Linked DNA regions of Mus musculus: region 1 is linked to region 2. The links are chromatin contacts, called in public Hi-C maps. All regions are on one chromosome and are shown on one strand. Each heading gives the region's core, a stretch centred on a gene start, on an enhancer-like site or on the middle of the called end of the contact. The rest is flanking DNA. Distances are from core to core; before and after follow the strand shown. Region 1 has its middle 320 kb from the start of Gm39919. Region 2 has its middle 380 kb from the start of Gm34430.

Region 1 (2,700 bases), core at 154-2,653, 160 kb before region 2:
GCACAGGGATAGTAGAATGTTTGCATTCTCCCCATTTCTTATCATTTTACAATCTGGGGTATTCCTATTGCATTTCAATCCCTGTGTTTTTAATCATAGCCAAAAGCAAATGAAAACTTTGGGATATTTATGAGTTCACCTTTGCAAATGCAAACACAGAGTGATGGATGGTGCCTGACTCTCATCCATTAATAATATCTCATATCAACATGTGCTGCCTTTGGTAGTGCCTGCCTTCCCCTGTCTCTTCATAGTGGATACATGTGTTTCATTGAAGTCATAGAAATGTCACCCCAAAAACAACCACAAAAGAAAAAAAATCACTATGATGCTTCCATACACTGTGGGAAATAGGACAAAAAGAATGGCAAAATTAAGAAAACTAAGATTTCTTCATTACTTTATTTATTATTCATTTTTACAGTTTTTACATCCTGATCATAGCCTCCTTCCTCCTCCTGCTCCCCCCCCCCACACACACACAGCTCCTTCCCTCATCTTCCTTCCCCTTCTCCTCTGAGAAGTGGGAGGCATTCCCTGAGAATCATGCCACTCTGGCACATCAAGTCTCCTCAGGACTAGGCACATCCTTTCCCAATGAGATCAAAAAGGCAGCTCAATTAGGGGAACAGCATCCACAGACCGGCAACAGATTCAAGAACAGCCCCCACTTCAATTGTTGGGGAGCCACATGAAGATCAAGCTGCACATCTGCTACATATGTGGGGAGGGGCTAAGTCTAGCCCGTGTATGCTCTTTGGTCAATGGTTCAATGTCTGGAAGTCCAGGTTAGTTGACTCTGTTGGTCTTCCTGTGGAGTTCCTATTCCCTCTGGGTCCCTCAGTCCTAAGCCCAACTTTTCCACAACACTTGCTGAGCTCTGAACAATGTTTGGCTGTGGATCTCTGTATCATTTTCAGTAGGCTGCTTGGATGGAGCCTCTCAGAGGTCAGTTTAATGATGCAAACCCAAGTTCAAATAGAACATGCAGTCTACAGCCACTAGTCAAGTTCCCTCCCCAAGCCTCAGTTTCTCCTTTATGAAAAAGAGTACTAGTAGCTCTCCTATGCAAATGAAATGAGATGTGTACTTTGAGTGAGTGGTATCTCTCAGCACCTGGTAGGACTCTATTCTAGGAAATGCCTTTCCTTAGAGCTAATGCATTAATTCTTTTTAACGTTTGTCTTTAGAAGTAATTGACAGTCAGAGCATTTGGCAGCAGTTTCTGAAGCCAAAGAAAGTTTGCCTGATTTAGGGACAGTGACTGTTTTGTTGAGCCATTGGGGCATACTCCAAATTCAAAAAAAAAAAACCACAAAATGCTCACTGAACTGTACAGCATTAATTATACAGCCTATTTATAATAATCTTACAGAGTCTCATTACCTACAGCAGTCACAATGTGGCCGTGTCATTTTGGTTTAGGCTGAGGGACTCACAGGAAGGGCTTGTCATTCCTTCTGGAGATTTCTGTATTTGGTGACATTTCCCCAGCTTGCTGCAAAACAGTAGCTGCAATTAATTACTTTTTTGAATTGGCCACAGGACAGCTTGTAAGTTTTCTCCTGCCCTCTGTCAATTTTGGCACAATGAATTCTCTTTTAAAGTGTCTATACAACTTGCATTTTAAGCATTCCATAGATGACTAGCCACAGACACATAGTAAGAGGTTGGGGATCACTTTGTATTTGATATTTTCTTCCCAACGCAGCATTACAATCATAACCAACTCAAGATTCTAATGCTTACAGTTAAAAGCAAAGTTTAAACTGCAAAAACGTCGTTTCTTTATGCATCTAATTGCTGTATTTCATCCATCTTTTTGCTTATTTGTTTCTCATTTAGCACCAGCTCTGCACAGAAGCAGAACTATTTATAAATGCTGATTAAGCAAACTTAACAACTTCCAAGGGGGGCCTTCCATGCTCGGTGCATTTCAGTACTGGGAGTTTCATGCTTTGGAAATGGTCAGGTCAGCATAGACATGCCCAAGGTGGTTAAGATCTCAGGACCCTTTTTGTATCAAAAGCCCACCTTCAAAACTAATAATAAAGAAGGGCATTGCACTGAAATACACACAGGCCCAATCGAGCGATGATCTCCTAGTTGATTATTCATAAAACATCCCAGGGAGTAATTTTAAATATTGGTTTTAATGTAGAAAGTATGGTGTGCTTAAAATTTATCTTAAACAAAGCTTCTGTGTTATATATGTTATTATAAAATTACCAATATATTGCTTGTAAGAGGACAGTCTTCTTACAGAATTAAGCTACTTTTTATAATCTTCACCATTGGCTCCCCTGTGCCTCTTACCTGCTCGACATTAGCATCAAACCACTTTTAGCCTCACAGATAATAGCATCCAGGCCGATCTATATTGACCTCTTTCAGAAGTTCCTGGGTGTAACTGCTGTGAAATTATGAACTTCAAAGAATACCGCTGGTGCATGCTCGCTGAGAGCAGAACGCGAGCGATAATAGGAAAACACAGTAAATGTGAAAATGTGATTTCCTACAAGAAAGTCAAAGATCAAAGGTGGCCATGTCTGCTTTGTTCCCTCAGTCAATTTGTTCTTTTATTTTCATACCGGTAAAAGGGAATGCTAGAGAGTAACTTATTTTATCTCTGGCTGACGTATCAAAGCAATATGGGGAGTCAAATCTGAGAGAAAGGTGAGCTTTGCATATGCTGAGTAT
Region 2 (2,700 bases), core at 52-2,551:
ATAGAAAAGAAGAAGAAATAGAAGCAACCAAGCTACTTTTGGGAGATAGGAGTCAGCACACAGAAGTGACAACCTCCAACAAATCATGTATCCTTTTTGAATAACGCCAATTTTGATCCACATGTTCCTTCAAACTGAAATAGGACACAGCTTTCCCTACTACTGGGTCTCTGAAAAAAGATGTTTGTCAATGTTGTATGTAACTATGAGAAACAAAATAGGATATAGCAACAACAAAATACCCCAAATATACACATTAGTAACATACCTACTTAATGTTACTGAAGCATGTCTATCTCCCTGTTCCAAAGTGTCCTTATTAATCTTCGATAACATCAGTGGCATCAGATCCTATCCAGACTGGATTCTAGCAGAGGACTTTTCAAATTTTAATATGCATAATATGCATATGAATCACCTGGGGATCTTGTTAAAATGCAAATTCTGATTCTGTAGGTCTGAGGCAGGACCCAAGGATTCAACACTGTAATAAGCTCCCAAGTGAGGTGGAGGCTCAGGTCTGCACCTACACCAGCAAGATGTCAGGGAACAATCTGGAAATGTCAGTCTAAGGTAGCACCAAGCCCACACTACCAGCAACAAAGCAGTGTGCAATTCTCAAACTTTTGCCAGCTTACCTTGAAATAGTCTCTCTGGGTGTGGTGCTATCTCTGTAGTTTACATTTCTGGTTCTGAGTTTATCTAGTAAGGAGGTCCCGTGTGCCTCAAGCCACATACCACCCCTGTGTCTGCCTCGAGCTTCTAATGGCTATTCCCGATGGGGAAGGCACTAGCTTTATAGAGACTTTGTCAGTGATGTCAGCAGCCACCGGTGCAATCCTGGCTCTCATCTGTTCCTTTCCATACCCTGTTCACATGTGTTTTTTTAGGTTGCAAAGACTTGCTCAACTTTTAGATAAAGATTTTTTTTTCTCTTGATTTGGGTTTGAATCTAGGCAAAAGACTCTTCAGGTTATGGGTCTCATGAGTAGTTATAAGACCCAGCTTCATCTCACAAACTGGCTTGCTGTTTGAGGTTTTCGCCAATATCTCAGAGCATAAGTCCATTGCTCCTGTTTAAAACTGACCCCACCGTGTTCAGTCCTCCACTGATCTCAGTTTATCAATTGAGTAATGACTCCGATTTAAGATATTTATGGAGCAAAGATAACTACATCCTTTGCTCCCCATAAAGGTTCAAACATTTCCTCCTCCTGCATCTGCCAAGAATTCTCCATCCGGCCTAGCCAGATTTCCCTGCCCTGTAGAGAAAATCTTGCCAGCTCTCTGCTGCCCTCTCATGGTATCTGTTAGTACAGCGTTCATATCTGCCCTTGACTGATCCTAACGGACTCCAGGGATGCAACACCTTTGTGGAGCCTGCAGATCAAACTAGCACGGCCAACTAGACGTCTACCAACGTTTTTTACTATTTTCTTTCAAATACAGATGACGAACATCCATAACAGAATTTTGCTTCTAACCTTGAAATTCATAAAAGCACAAAGGAGGGGAACTCTGGGGCATGTTTTAAAGATGAAAGAAAAGCCCATTTGGCTAACCAGTGCCTGTAGCCTAGCCGGAAGGATTTCAAGAGATCTTGTTCCCTGGGCTCCACACTAGTTCAGAAGAATATAAATGTCTTAGGGTGGTCCTAATGGCTTATATTTCAGCAGCATTCCTGGTGATTCCAACGAATATGAAGAGTGCCTCTGTTGGGCTGTACATAAGGCATAGGCATGCTATGAAGTGAATATGTAATATGTGAAGCTCACATATTACAGAAGGCTGGTCATATTAGATTTGTTAAGAAAAAAAAAAAAGCTAACCAGTTTTCACGAACCATCCCCCAGAAAAACCCAGAACAAAAAGAGATCTTGCTTTGTGTCTAGTGTTTGCTGAGCAGTTCGTGGACTTCAAGCAACCCTATTCTACACTGTTCAGACTGCCTCTGTGCTTAGCATTAAATCTTCACACTGGTGCACAGAGGACAAAAAGCCCTGTCTGTGTGATGCCCTTCCACTCTGTCCACTCAGGGAAGGCGTCTCTCTTAATGTCATGCTCTGCAAGCTGTATACTCCTCTCCTCAGTCAGCTACTTCTGTGGAGCAGACATAGATGTTGGAAGTTTGGATGGGTGAGACAAACAGGCAAGAATGCACGTTACATAGCTGCATTCTTCAGCTGGCTTGTCCACCCAGCTTTGTGCTCCAATTGGCTTGTCCTGCTAATGTTGTATCTGCCATGTCCAAACTGCATGAAAACTCATGTCTGTCCTCAACTCTGATCTTATCTGTTCAGCAGTAGCACTCTCCTGCCCAAGCCCTGTCACCAACTCTTGGTTCCTTAGTTGTGTACAGTAGGTTGCATTCATCATAGCATCATTGTCTTTGCATCAAAACATTGGGTTAAATTCTCCACCTCACTAACCTAGATTGCCTCTCATCTTTCTTCTACTTCTGTGTAACCCAGAAAAGGCAGTGGATAATACATTGCATGCTTATTCACAGTGGGGGTTCAGTAATACTTGCCAAGGGTATTTCCTCTAAGTAGCAGCAGTCCAATACTTGGAAATAAAATTCAAGTCCTGCTCAAGCTCAGCTGATTCTGATTCTGCCCCATCAAGGATTCTTGCCCAGCATCCCTTACTCCTCTGACACCAGACTCCTCTATGCTTCTTGCTTCTTGTATCACACAGGAT

The links. Hi-C and Micro-C count contacts between places; a contact is called where the count stands out from the background.
Region 1: a Hi-C map of neural progenitor cells shows a contact between it and region 2, with 3 times the contacts expected there. The contact joins two enhancer-like sites. A contact is called at or near these places in 5 of 484 Hi-C or Micro-C datasets (cerebellar granule neurons, cerebral cortex, cortical neurons and 2 more).

The regions. Positions count from the first base shown.
Region 1 is chr2:123,472,689-123,475,388 of GRCm38.p6, reverse strand. No RefSeq gene overlaps it. Among named protein-coding and RNA genes, the nearest start is that of Gm39919, 320 kb to the left of the region's middle. Within about 2 kb of position 1,403, at least 9 of the 459 cell types and tissues checked have an H3K27ac peak or open chromatin away from gene starts, as enhancers often do. A contact at or near this core is called in neural progenitor cells, where this site is marked.
Region 2 is chr2:123,311,007-123,313,706 of GRCm38.p6, reverse strand. No RefSeq gene overlaps it. Among named protein-coding and RNA genes, the nearest start is that of Gm34430, 380 kb to the right of the region's middle. Within about 2 kb of position 1,301, at least 14 of the 459 cell types and tissues checked have an H3K27ac peak or open chromatin away from gene starts, as enhancers often do. A contact at or near this core is called in neural progenitor cells, where this site is marked.